Regions from separate parts of the Mus musculus genome. Here region 1 is linked to region 2. The links are chromatin contacts, called in public HiChIP or PLAC-seq maps. All regions are on one chromosome and are shown on one strand. The core of a region is the stretch at or near the end of the contact, and the rest is flanking DNA. Distances in the headings are between cores, read along the strand shown. Region 1 has its middle 19 kb from the start of 9630028I04Rik. Region 2 overlaps Ggnbp1 (gametogenetin binding protein 1).

Region 1 (5,319 bases), core at 2,513-5,012, 190 kb after region 2:
CCTAGCTTGTTTTCTGGGTTCCCTTTCTATTTATGGAAGTTTATCGCAAATGCTGCCATTATAAAACTTTAGGAGGTGACAGATGACTTTGGTTCTAGGGACAGAGTTTTGAGAGCAGGCCTCATGACAGGATATCTATGGAGTGGAGTGTGTTCTTTCTGCTCTGACCGTGAGTCAAGTTGAGGGTATCAGATCTCTTTTGAGATTGAATTTTAAGTGCACATATTTAGATTTTTTTTTAGAGATGATGGATATGTTTGAAGAGACAGCGGATGTCTTTGGAAGTGTGATGCATTAATTACAAGGAAGGGCTGACCTCTCTTTTTCTCTTCAACCCTCTGGCCAGGCAGCTCCCTGCCTCCCTAATCCAGGGCACCAGGCACCAGAACAAGAATGCATCGACAGCTGACACGTTTTCATAAATGATTAAGGAAGTCCACGGTGCGGGAAAGTTTGCACTTTCATGTTTAAGGAGGAGACAAGTCTTGGCGGAGGTTTTATATGCTGCACAGCTGGGAGCCAGAGTTGCCTCAGATGTCAGCCTGATGCAGGCAGACAAGTGCCAGGCTGGCCAAACTGCTCAGCCCTATCACATCAGCCAACCTTAGTCTTTCCCTTCCCCACATCTGCTGGGCCGATGGCCATGGGACAGGGGTACTCCCAACAGCTGTGAATGGCAGCGGCAGGACTGTGCAAGCCCTGCAGCTGACGGTTGTGAAGGGCTGTCAGAGGGAGGACCTTGCACTGAGAAAACTCCACTTTTGTGGATCAGGGATGGGTGACTGCATGGGGGAGGGGGAAGGACTGGTGGAGGAGGGTAAATCAGCCCACACAGGAGTCTGCTGGTCAGATCTGGTGCTGAGGTGGTTTGTTGGTGGGTAACACTCACAGCCCCAAGTCCCCGTAGAGCTCAGGGACCAACCTCTTTAGAGATGTGGAGGCTGAGCCTCTAAAATACAATATTCAGCAACTGTAACAGCCAAGTGTCACATCTGGCCGAAGCCCACACCAAAAGGTCCTAGACGTCGGACAGACACAGACAGGGTGGCTTTGGGGACATCTTTACATAACGACAGTCCTCTTCTGTGCAGCACCCACAGACAGCATCTTTCTCCCCAAACTGTGTCCATTTTTTTCCCCTTCTGCACTTTCTAGAATAAGGTTTTTCCTGAAAGTGCAAACAAACTCTGAGTCAGAAACTGCAGTCAGAAATCCCGCAGGAATTTAGAGCACACCCCAGTTCTCAGGCATCCACCCCCATCACCTAGCTTGTCCGTTTAAGCACTAGTCACACGGGGCCTTGGCTCATGAAAGTTGGGCTGTCAGGGCTGAATTCTACCCAAAGAAAGGCTTCCCTCACATGTCCATGGCTGTCTTTGTGCAAAGGAGAGGAAAAGGGAGGTTTGTTTTAAATAGACACATGTAAGCCCCCCCGAGGGACCGGAGGCACGGGTTGCAAGAACAGCTCCCATCAAACTGCAATCCCCTGCTTTAGCTGCTGCTTAAAGAGGATGGGAAATGAAAGAGAAGCGTCTCCCCCCTTGCTGCCACATCAAGGCAGTCAGCTGGTGACAGGGAGATTTCTGCAGGAGGCTTCTCCACGCCAAAAGGGTTAACATCCTCTCAGCAGATTAGGAATTTTCTGTCTCTCTCAGGAGTGAAAAACAGATTCAGAGTTTAGACCTTAAGGAGTATTTGTGGATTCTCTAGACCTGGCCAGCCAAAGGCAGAAATGGCCAGACTGTCTTTTGTAAGAATTATGAAGGTTGGTTTTTGGTTTGGTTTGGTTTCGGGTTTTGGTTTTTTTTTTTTCTCTGAGATGGTCTTACTGGGTTGTGGGGAGGCTGATGGGGCTGGCCATGTGGCCATGTTATCTGAGGGGGTGATTAATTCTGCTGTCAGTAAACCAGCTCTGAGTAATTCAGGCCACCTAGATCACCTTCCCCTTCCCCAGTCAGTGCGGCACTAGGCACTGAGGTGTCTGCGTCGCTGAGGGGACACTGCCCAGCCCCCTTACTCTGCCCAGTGTAAGAAAAGTAAATTGATAGCAATCAATGCTGGATGAGTCAGAGAGGAGGACCTTGCTAAGGCAGGTGTGGGGTGTGTCACAGAGCCGTGGCTGGGCAGCAAAGATCATCTGTATGGCTGGAAGGCCTGGAGTCTCAATCTTTCCGGATTAACCCTGGCTTCCCTTCCTGAGTCATCCATCCCTCCGTGTGCCAGCCTTCTGCCCTCTGTACCTCCCCATGTCCCACCTCCACCCTCCCGAGGGACTGAGGACACATTTCAGGCCAGCCGTGTTATTGGATTTTAAATGATGCAATGGCTTTTTAATTCTTGCTCTAATTGCCTTTTCATGCAGGGCACTGAGAATGGCTGATTACCAGACAACTGGGCTGGGCAGTGACATTCCTCATCCAATGTCCCCTCAAGCTGCAGTGAAAGGAAGGGAAGAGAGAGAAAGACCCCCTCTTCCCCTCCTTCTTCTCGGCTTTGAGCCTACAGCCACCTGGGGCCCTAGCCTGGACTGGCGCTGTCCGCGGTGCTGACGGGCTGAGCTCTGGCAAACCCTGGCTCTCTTGTCATGCCTTTTGGTGCTCCGGTGGCTGAATAATTTAAACAAATAGACTTGGACATATTTCCCCTTTCCCTCAGGGCAGGAAAACATCCCCTGCTGAGTCTCTGGAATAATTGCCCCTCATTCAAGGGTACTCAGGAAAAGGAGAGATCAGGAAGATGGAGGGAGAGCGTGGGCTGGCTCTGCTGCAGCACTACTGCTGTAGGTGGGCCTGCTCCTTAGTTCTCACGGGAGGGGTTCCCTGAGAAGATGATCCTAGCCCTCCTTCCCTCAGCCACGAGCATGTCAGATCCACACTGGGCCAATTTGTCAAAGCCCGTGGTGGCAGCCTGGCCCTCTCTGCCAGACCAAGGAAGAGGCTCTTCCTCTGAGAGTCTCCATCTGCAGAGGGGGTCCAGATCTGCATGGAACTGGCTTGGGACCTCACTGATAGATGCTGTGCACAGTGAGAAGATAGCTCCTTATGGGGTTAGATAGGCTGGGGTGGGCAGGGCTGGACAGGGTTAGCCTGGTAGAGTAAGGGCTAAAGAGATAGCTTGGCAGTTGAGCACTGGCTGCTCTTCTAGAGGATCTGGGTTTGATTTCCACCATCCTCATGAAGGCTCACAAATGTTTGTAACTCCAGTCCCAGGGGGTGCAATATCTCTGGCCTCCTTAGATGAGGACAGACATAAACACACACACACACACACACACACACACGAGAGAGAGAGAGAGAGAGAGAGAGAGAGAGAGAGAGAGAGAGAGAGTCCGTCCAGCTGGTCCACGGTCAGTGAGGATGGCAGGAAGACCGTCCAGACTCCACGAAAGCTAAACTCTCTCTGAGGGAGGGGGATAAGAGAGGCAGCCACTGAAAGCCGATCCTTGAGATCTGAGGAGAACACTGGAGCTTTGCAGAGGCTACCTGAGGCTGCCACCAGGGAATCTCCTCCTACAGAATGGTGGGTGGAGGCGAGTGATCTGGAGTCCAGAAGCTAGGAGTACGAGGGGGAACTCCAGGAAGGGAGGGGGTCAGAAGGCCAGGGTGTCTCTCAGTTCTGTGCCCTTCTGGCCAAGTCTGGGTGTGGGGTGTGTGTGCAATTGGCTGAGGTAACCTTCTTTCAGAACGTGGGTTTCTCTTCCCCCTCCCTCCTCCATTTCCTGGGTTTTGCTTCTTCATTGTTTTTCTTCTTAAAAGAAAAGAGCCAACACCAGCACCTGTCTCTCAGGCTCACGCAGAGTCTTTGCTGCTGTGGGTGGAGAGAGGTGTGGGAGTGGGGAGGGGACAGGGTGGGAGGGACAGGATTTCTGCTCCCAGAGGGCAAGTTAGCACAAGGTCACCTCCATGCTCACCCCCCCCCCTGCAGTTCGTGGGTCACGGCTCAGACCCCAGGAGGTACGGAGTTCCCTGCAGCAAAGCAGTCAGCATGAGCCCGAGGGCTCTGCCAGCCTCGGCCACCGGGCCCATTCCTATCAGGAGACTTGAGGGACTGTGCCCTCACCCCCACCTGACAATGTGATTCGGCTCCCTGAAGTTTGAGTGTCAGTTGCTAAAGACAGAGAGACTTGGCTTCCTCTGGGCAGGGCTGGGGCTCCCTGGTGTGTTCGGTCCAGGCTGTTTCTATCCAAAGCAGCTGCTCGTCCATTGTTCAAACCTAAAGCCTCCTACCATCAGACCCGAGGACCCAGGCCCTTCAGCAGAACACGTACAGACCTTTCAAACACGAGAGCATCCTTCTAGGCAGGGAGAAGCTGAGTGTGGGTGCCAGGAAGGGGGCAGGACTGGGTCATTCTGGGTGCTGTAAAGTGGATTGTGGGAGGTAAAGACATCAGTCGGGAGGCCAGAAGCAGGCTGGGAGATGAGGATGGGTGGGGACCAAGGATTCAGGTGCCAGGAGGCGCCTGGGGCCAGGTGCAAGGAAGCAGCAGACCACCTCCAAGATGTTGAAGGTCAGACAGGGCCAGAGGGGACCCGAGGGTGGGTTTGTTTGCTTAAGGGTGGGTGTTTTTGTTTTGTTTTAATTCTGAGTCTGGGTCTCACTGAGTTTCTTTGGCTGGCCTGGAATTACAATGTAGACCAGGCTGGCTTTGAACTCACAGAGACCCATCTATCTCTGCTTCCAAGTGCTGGGGCTACAGGTGTGTGGCACCACACTCAGCCTATTGTTCGGTTTTGAGACAGGTAGTCCAGGCTGGCCTTGAACCTGCTATGTAGGCAAGGATGGCTCTGTGCTGAGTCTCCTGCTTCTACCTCCCAAATCCTGAGGTTACAGGATGAGCTATCTCACCATCTCCCTCAGCTGGAGCCGAGCTCTTCCAGGTGGCTCCCTGAAGGAATTAGGAGGCCCCGGAACTGCTGAAAAGAGACAGGAGATGAGCAGATGACTGGGTGTGGGACCTGGTTTGCCTTGGATGGTGACTCAGAAATGCTGAGACACTGGGCTGCAAGACAAGGGCTATGCCAGGAGCCTTCCAGGCTGGAGCTACAAGTGCGTGTGTATGCGTGTGTGTGTGTGTGTGTGTGTGTGTGTGTGTGTGTGTGTGTGTGTGTAAGCCATGGAAGCCAACCAATGCTAGGATAAGCAGCTGCTTGCAGACACCCCAAACCATCGAGGAGAACACAGTGGCGTTTCTTCTCCCTCCCACCAGTCTCCAGTCAGCAGCCTCTATGGGCGAGACTGACAGGAAGCCAGCAGGCAATGTGCCTGGGAAGCTAAACGGTGGGATAGAAAATAACAAACAGCCTAAAACTACTGGGATAG
Region 2 (5,717 bases), core at 1,212-3,711:
GGAAAAGGTGATGGCATGGGGTACAGAAGGAGTGAAGGGGGAGAGTAGATGGGAAGGTTCCAGAAGGCAGAGCAGGGACTATCTTCTTTGACCCATGTCTGCTCGCAGCACCTGCTCCTGGAGGAGATGGACGAGATGGGAAACTGGCCCCCTCCAGATTGAGGCCCGTGCCGGCAGGAGCCCACCGTGCCCACACTCCTGGGACCCCAGTCTGGCGTGTGCCTCTTCTTGGGACACATGCAAGGAGTCCCTGGGGCCCTGGGTTTTGGGATGAGTAGCATCCTGTGTGTGTGCGGTTGGCCTGCCTGGCACTGTCCCTACCCGTCAGACTCCTGCAGATGACGTTATTAATAAAAGCTTAGTTTGGCATTCACCTCCTGGGCTGTCTGTCCCCGTACCATTCCCTCCCTCACTCCTGGAATGAGCCGGATCATTAGGGTCTCCAGCCTCCAATTTGTGCTCACGGATCAGCTAGTGTGGGGGCCTCCAATGGGCTCCAGGGCAGGGAAGGAAGGAAAGGAAGGAAGGAAGGAAGGAAGGAAGGAAGGGGATTTAGGCTAACTTGGAGGTGCTGTCTGCCAGCAAGGAGGAGAGCTCCCAACTGCCCTCTCTCCCAGAGTTCCCAGGCTACACTGTGTCCTGGCTTGGAGGATCCGGGAATTCTCCGGGGCAGGAAGCTCCTGCCCAGGCAGCTCAGGGACAAAGCCAGGAAAGGGGCCCTGAGCTGTGGGCACCAGTGAGGGCTGCTGGGGGTGGGATGGGGACAGGCGAGGAAGGGTTCCCTGAAGCTGGTGTACGTTCTAGTTTGCCTTTCTGTCGCTGTGATAAAGCTCCGGCCAAGAGCAAGTTGGAGAGGAAAGGGTTTATTTCATCTTACAGCTTACAGTCAGTTCATGGTGGAGAGAAGTCAGGACCAGAACTCAAGCCAAGAACAGAAGCAGTGGCCGTGGAGGGCAAGACGGTCATGGAGGGCAAAGCTTACTGGTTTCTCTCCCCTGGCTTGTTCAGCCACCTTTTTTCTTTTTTTAAGATTTACTTTAAATCGTGTGTGTGTGTGTGTGTGTGTGTGTGTGTGTCTCAAGAGCGCATGTGTGTGTTAAGTACCGGTGACCTCAGCATCCAGAAGAGTGTATCAGATTCCTAGAACAGGTGTTATAGACAAGTGTAAGTCGCCCAATGTGGCGGCTGGGAACCAAACCCGGGTCCTCTGCCCTTCAGCTGCCTTTCTGTAGAGCACAGGGACCACCTGCCCTAGGATAGCACCGCCCACAACAGGCTGGGGCCCCCTGGCAACGGTTAGCAATCAAGAGAAGGAGGACAAGCACACCGAGGGCTAATCTAATGGAGGCAATCCTTGAGTTAACACTCTCTTCCCAGATGTGCCAAATTGACAGCTGAAGATGTGAAAGTTCAGGAGAGGGGCTGGAGAGATGGCTCAGTGGTTAAGAGCACCGACTGCTCTTCCGAAGGTCCTGAGTTCAAATCCCAGCAACCACATGGTGGCTCACAACCATCTGTAGTGAGATCTGATGCCCTCTTCTGGTGCATCTGAAGACAGCTACAGTGTACTTAGATATAATAATAAATAAATCTTTAAAAAAAAAAAAAAAAAGAAAGAAAGTTCAGGAGAACGGCTCTCCCAGACTAGATGCTGGTCACGGCTGGGTATTTCAGAGGTCCCAGGTAGAGGTTGGGGGTGTGTGTTAAAGGGGTACTATGTGGATGCAAAGGCCTAAATCCAGAGGCAAAGGGAACTTGAGTGTGGAGGAGTGGCCTTCAGCAAGGTTTCCTGGGACACCAGGAAGTGCTGTGGTCCAGGCGGTCTCTGCTATCTCAGCAGGGCCTGTTCCTCTCCTGGACCTGGACTCCAAGCCTCCCTGAAGGCTTATGGGGGGTGGGGGGAAGCTTGCCTTGTGCTACCCACACATCTGGTTTTCAGCCGGCTGGGCTAGAGAGCCTGCAGGTCTCTATCAGGTCGGATTGATTGATTGTCTTCGGAGGCAGCTCTGGTCCCCATCTCCCTCTCTGCCAGGCTCTGCTTCTGAGTTCTGGGATTACAGGTGAGTGCCACGGTGCCTGGGTTGGCCAGTGACTGGGTTGGCAGTGACTGATCATAGTGATGGTAGCCACTGTTGGCCGGTGCCCGGTGAGGAGCCATCACCTTGGAGTGGTGGAACGTACGCTGCAGAACTCACTATAGACCAGCCTAGCTCACTGAAGAAGGCATAACAGGCTCCCCATCTTCCCTACCCACCCCCCTGCCATCGTTGTGGGGGGGTGCAGGGGGTGGTTGGAGACAATTAGGGACACTTTGGGGTTGGGGGAGAGCAGGAGCTCTCTCCGAGGCTTCCTGGTCCTGGCCCGTGGAGGCCTTGACTCAGAGTCTAGAGCAGGAGGCTGGTGGAGGGGCCGGCTGTCCTGAGTCAGCCAGGCCTTGTGACCTGGTGACTCACCTGTGCCCAGTTTGCTCTGCTAATCACTTCCTTCAAGTCGGGGTGCTGCTGGGAAGGGCGGGGCCTAGGCAGGCAGGCAGAGGCAGTGTTTTTTGGGATGTGTAGATTCTCCACCCCCACCCCACCCCCGGGGGGCCGAAGGCTTGGTTCCGTCTGCGGTTGGCCCATTCCTCTCTTCCATGTCTGTGGGCTAGCCTCACAGCTCAATCTACTTCAGGATTCCTGTGAACCACAGAGACCGAGGGGGAAGGAATATGGGTGCTGTTGCTGTCTGGGGGCAGGGAGAGAGGGAGAGGGGTGTGTGTGTGTGTGTGTTGTGTGTGTGTGTCAATGCAGGCACGAGGCCTCTCCCCAGCCCGGGGCGGGGGGTGGGGGCGGGGGCATCCAGGGCTGGCTTCTGCGGGAGGCCTGGCTTGGCAGACAAGGTGATGATGTCACACATTCTAAACAAGGAGCTTCAGTGGAAGGAGGGGTCCCCAGCAGTGAGTGGAAGCCCACAGACACCTCTGGGTCTGATCTGGAGACTGGAGCGTCTCCACCTCTGTTATGAGAGCCAGGAAGCCTTTAGGCATCACCGGCGCAGGCTCCTGTGGTGGATGAGAAGAGAATCCATCAGATCTGAACTCCCAACTGCCAGGCTCAGCCCACCAGGCAGGGAGGAACCTCCAGTTTGCTCACTTGAACCGACGTGGGGGGTTGGGGGGGAGAGTGGCCACGGTCAGGTCCGCAGCACGGGGCTGTTAGGGACAGGGTGCTGGGTCCATCAAACTAGGGTTTGCCTATCTGCGGGGATCCAGGTGTCTGCCTGTGCTTGTCTCAGACGGGGCAGCAGGGCAGGCTACACGTGTCTCAGGTTGTGCTGTGGAGGTGGAAGGTAATTAAAGCAGCTCCAGGTCCACGCCGAGGGATGATCTGGAACTCAGGGCAGGCCTCAGGTTGGGGGGTGCTTGGGAGCCAGGGCCCTGGCAGGAATGCGGGACCTCCAGGTGAGCTGCTGCCCCAGGCTCTGCCAGCCTAGGCTGGGGAGTGAGCAGCCACCTGCAGCAGAATCCTCTCCAGCTGGAGAGGAGGAGGAATTGAGGATGGGGAGTGGGGTGGGGGGACAGGACAACAGGACAGGACACATCAGGCTGGAAGCCACTCCCGCTGTAACAACTCACATGACCTCAGACTAGCCTTCCACACCCCCACCCCCCCACCCCCGTTGTAGGAGGCGTGAAATGGGAAAACCACAGACTCCTCATGTAGGCTGGTGAAAAGCCAAAAAAAAAAAAAATCCAAAACAAAACAAAACAAAAAAAAAAACCATCCTGCACGCTCACAGAGCACCCTTAAAAGAAGAGAGCTTGCCTCCTATGCACATGGCCCTGGGTTGGGGGCCCCAAGCCCAAGTGATGCAGGGACACCCTGGGAGGTGGAAGCAGGAGGGTCAGAAGTTCAAGGTCACTCTTGGATACCAAGTGAGTTGAGGCCTGCCCGGGCTCCCTGAGATCCTGACTCCAAAATGAACAAGTATTTCAAAATGAAGAACACAACAAAACAAAAAGAGAATGGCAGTAAGTTCCAGAAGGAACTCGGAACCAGTCCGTTCATAATCACCACCGTCCCCGCTCTGTTTAAGCACTGAGCTATGGAGCAAGACCCAGCGCAAGGGCTTCCCCCTTTGGCTGGACATGGGGCAGCACACCTGTAAACCCAGGAGTTGGAGGCCAGCCTGGGCTACCTGCTCTGCTAGACCCTGTCTCTGCCCCTGCTCCAAACGGATGAGAGGATGAGTTAGGTTTGGTTTCCCTCTGAAGGTGTGGACTCTGAGGGGTGCCCCTGGGCTGTACTCCGTGAAGCGATCCTAGTGCCTTAGGTGGCGCCCCTCCCCCTGCAGAACGCACAGCACCACAAAGCCTGGCTGTGAGGTACCGGGAAGGTTGCACGCGGGAAGGGCACCCACAGCTGGAGAGCGAGCGGCGGGAGGGTGCAGGCCACACAGCAGCTAGGGAGACGCCTGTGCGCCAGAGCAGCCGAGTCTACCCAACCGTGCAAGTTTCTGCTCAGAGCTTCCGGTGCCCAAGGCACAGATGAACACAAGCCTGTTAATAGATTGCAGGAGCTCCCGTCTGTGAATGAAGTTCCCAGGCAAGAGTCCTGAGCCACAGGGGTGGGGGAGGGGTTGTCCAGGAGGAGGCAGCAGGAACTGAGACTGGGAAGGTGGGGAGCAAGGCCTATCCATGGGGCCGAAAGCGATGGTCTCTGTTCCCCAGAGTCACTTTCCCCTTCCTTGGATCTGATGGCATTGATCTGCCTCTGCCTCCCAAATGCTGGGGCAATGAGGATCTCCAAGCCAGCCGCTTTCCTGACCAAGTGTGTATCTTAGGCATCCTCATTCAGTTCCTTCAGGGGATGGTTAGACCCTTGTGTGGCCACCTTAAGAGTCTGGACAGGGCCCTTCCTTACTCCAGAGTCCTCAAACTACCCGTGGAACTGGCCGGCCCAGCCCAGGATCCTCTGCTCCCGTGAGGTCAGGGTAACACAGGTCCTGAATGTGTTCCCCTGTTCTTGCTGTACATGAAGTCCTGGGCTCCCTGGCAGGCTCCAGGGCTGTCAGGATCCACAGCAATTGCCCGGGGGGGGGGGGGGGGCCGGGGCGGGGGGGGGGCTGTTTCCATGGCACCAGGCAGGCTTGGTGGGTGGTCCTAGGGGGCATTCTGGGATAGGAGTGTATGGGGAGAGTGAATCTGTCGGGTTAACCACTTGGCTAACCTCCTCACAACTGCATCCAGATTTTACAGCACTGCCTAAGCCAACCTAGGTGACTCAGCTGGCATGTTCCCGGGCGGAAGGAGCTATAGAGGGGTGTACGACATCAGGGAGACTGGCAGGGCGAGATGCACAATGCACAAGGCAGCAGGGTAGCCAGGTGCAGTCTAATCCCAGTGGTAAGGAGGTAGGGGGAGGGGGAGGGTTGAGAGTTCAAGGTCATTCTCTGGGAAGAGTCTGAGGACAGGGCTGGGTTGAATGAGTCTCAGAGCTCCCTACTGTGTCAAGGAGTTGAAGTACTCACCCTGAGCTCTGGGAGGCCAGCTGCCTGTGTAGATCAGCTGTGGGACAACACCGGGCGGTCGGTCACTTCACTTGCCCTAGACATCCGGTTTCCTGTCCCTCACAGGTTACTAGAGACCTCCACGCAAGCCAGAGCAGAGAAGGGGCTAACACACACAGGCTTTGTTGTAACAGGAGACTACTGTTGTTTGAACCTACAATCCCCTGTTC

The links. HiChIP or PLAC-seq counts read pairs in DNA pulled down with a chosen protein or histone mark.
Region 1: an H3K27ac HiChIP or PLAC-seq map of embryonic stem cells shows a contact between it and region 2, with 12 times the contacts expected there. The contact joins two enhancer-like sites. A contact is called at or near these places in 5 of 39 promoter capture datasets (3T3-L1-derived adipocytes, embryonic stem cells, hematopoietic stem and progenitor cells and 2 more), 1 of 484 Hi-C or Micro-C datasets (embryonic stem cells), 4 of 115 datasets of contacts at active chromatin or transcription factors (embryonic stem cells and pancreatic cancer cells) and 2 of 9 other capture datasets (adipose tissue and pancreatic islet).

Annotation. Positions count from the first base shown.
Region 1 is chr17:27,226,204-27,231,522 of GRCm38.p6, forward strand. No RefSeq gene overlaps it. Among named protein-coding and RNA genes, the nearest start is that of 9630028I04Rik, 19 kb to the right of the region's middle. Within about 2 kb of position 3,763, at least 16 of the 459 cell types and tissues checked have an H3K27ac peak or open chromatin away from gene starts, as enhancers often do. A contact at or near this core is called in embryonic stem cells and pancreatic cancer cells, where this site is marked.
Region 2 is chr17:27,036,005-27,041,721 of GRCm38.p6, forward strand. Ggnbp1 (gametogenetin binding protein 1) reads left to right here. Exons shown (of 6, transcript NM_027544.2): 6 at 109-374. The coding sequence ends at 162. Among named protein-coding and RNA genes, the nearest start is that of Ggnbp1, 9.6 kb to the left of the region's middle. Within about 2 kb of position 2,462, at least 147 of the 459 cell types and tissues checked have an H3K27ac peak or open chromatin away from gene starts, as enhancers often do. A contact at or near this core is called in embryonic stem cells and pancreatic cancer cells, where this site is marked.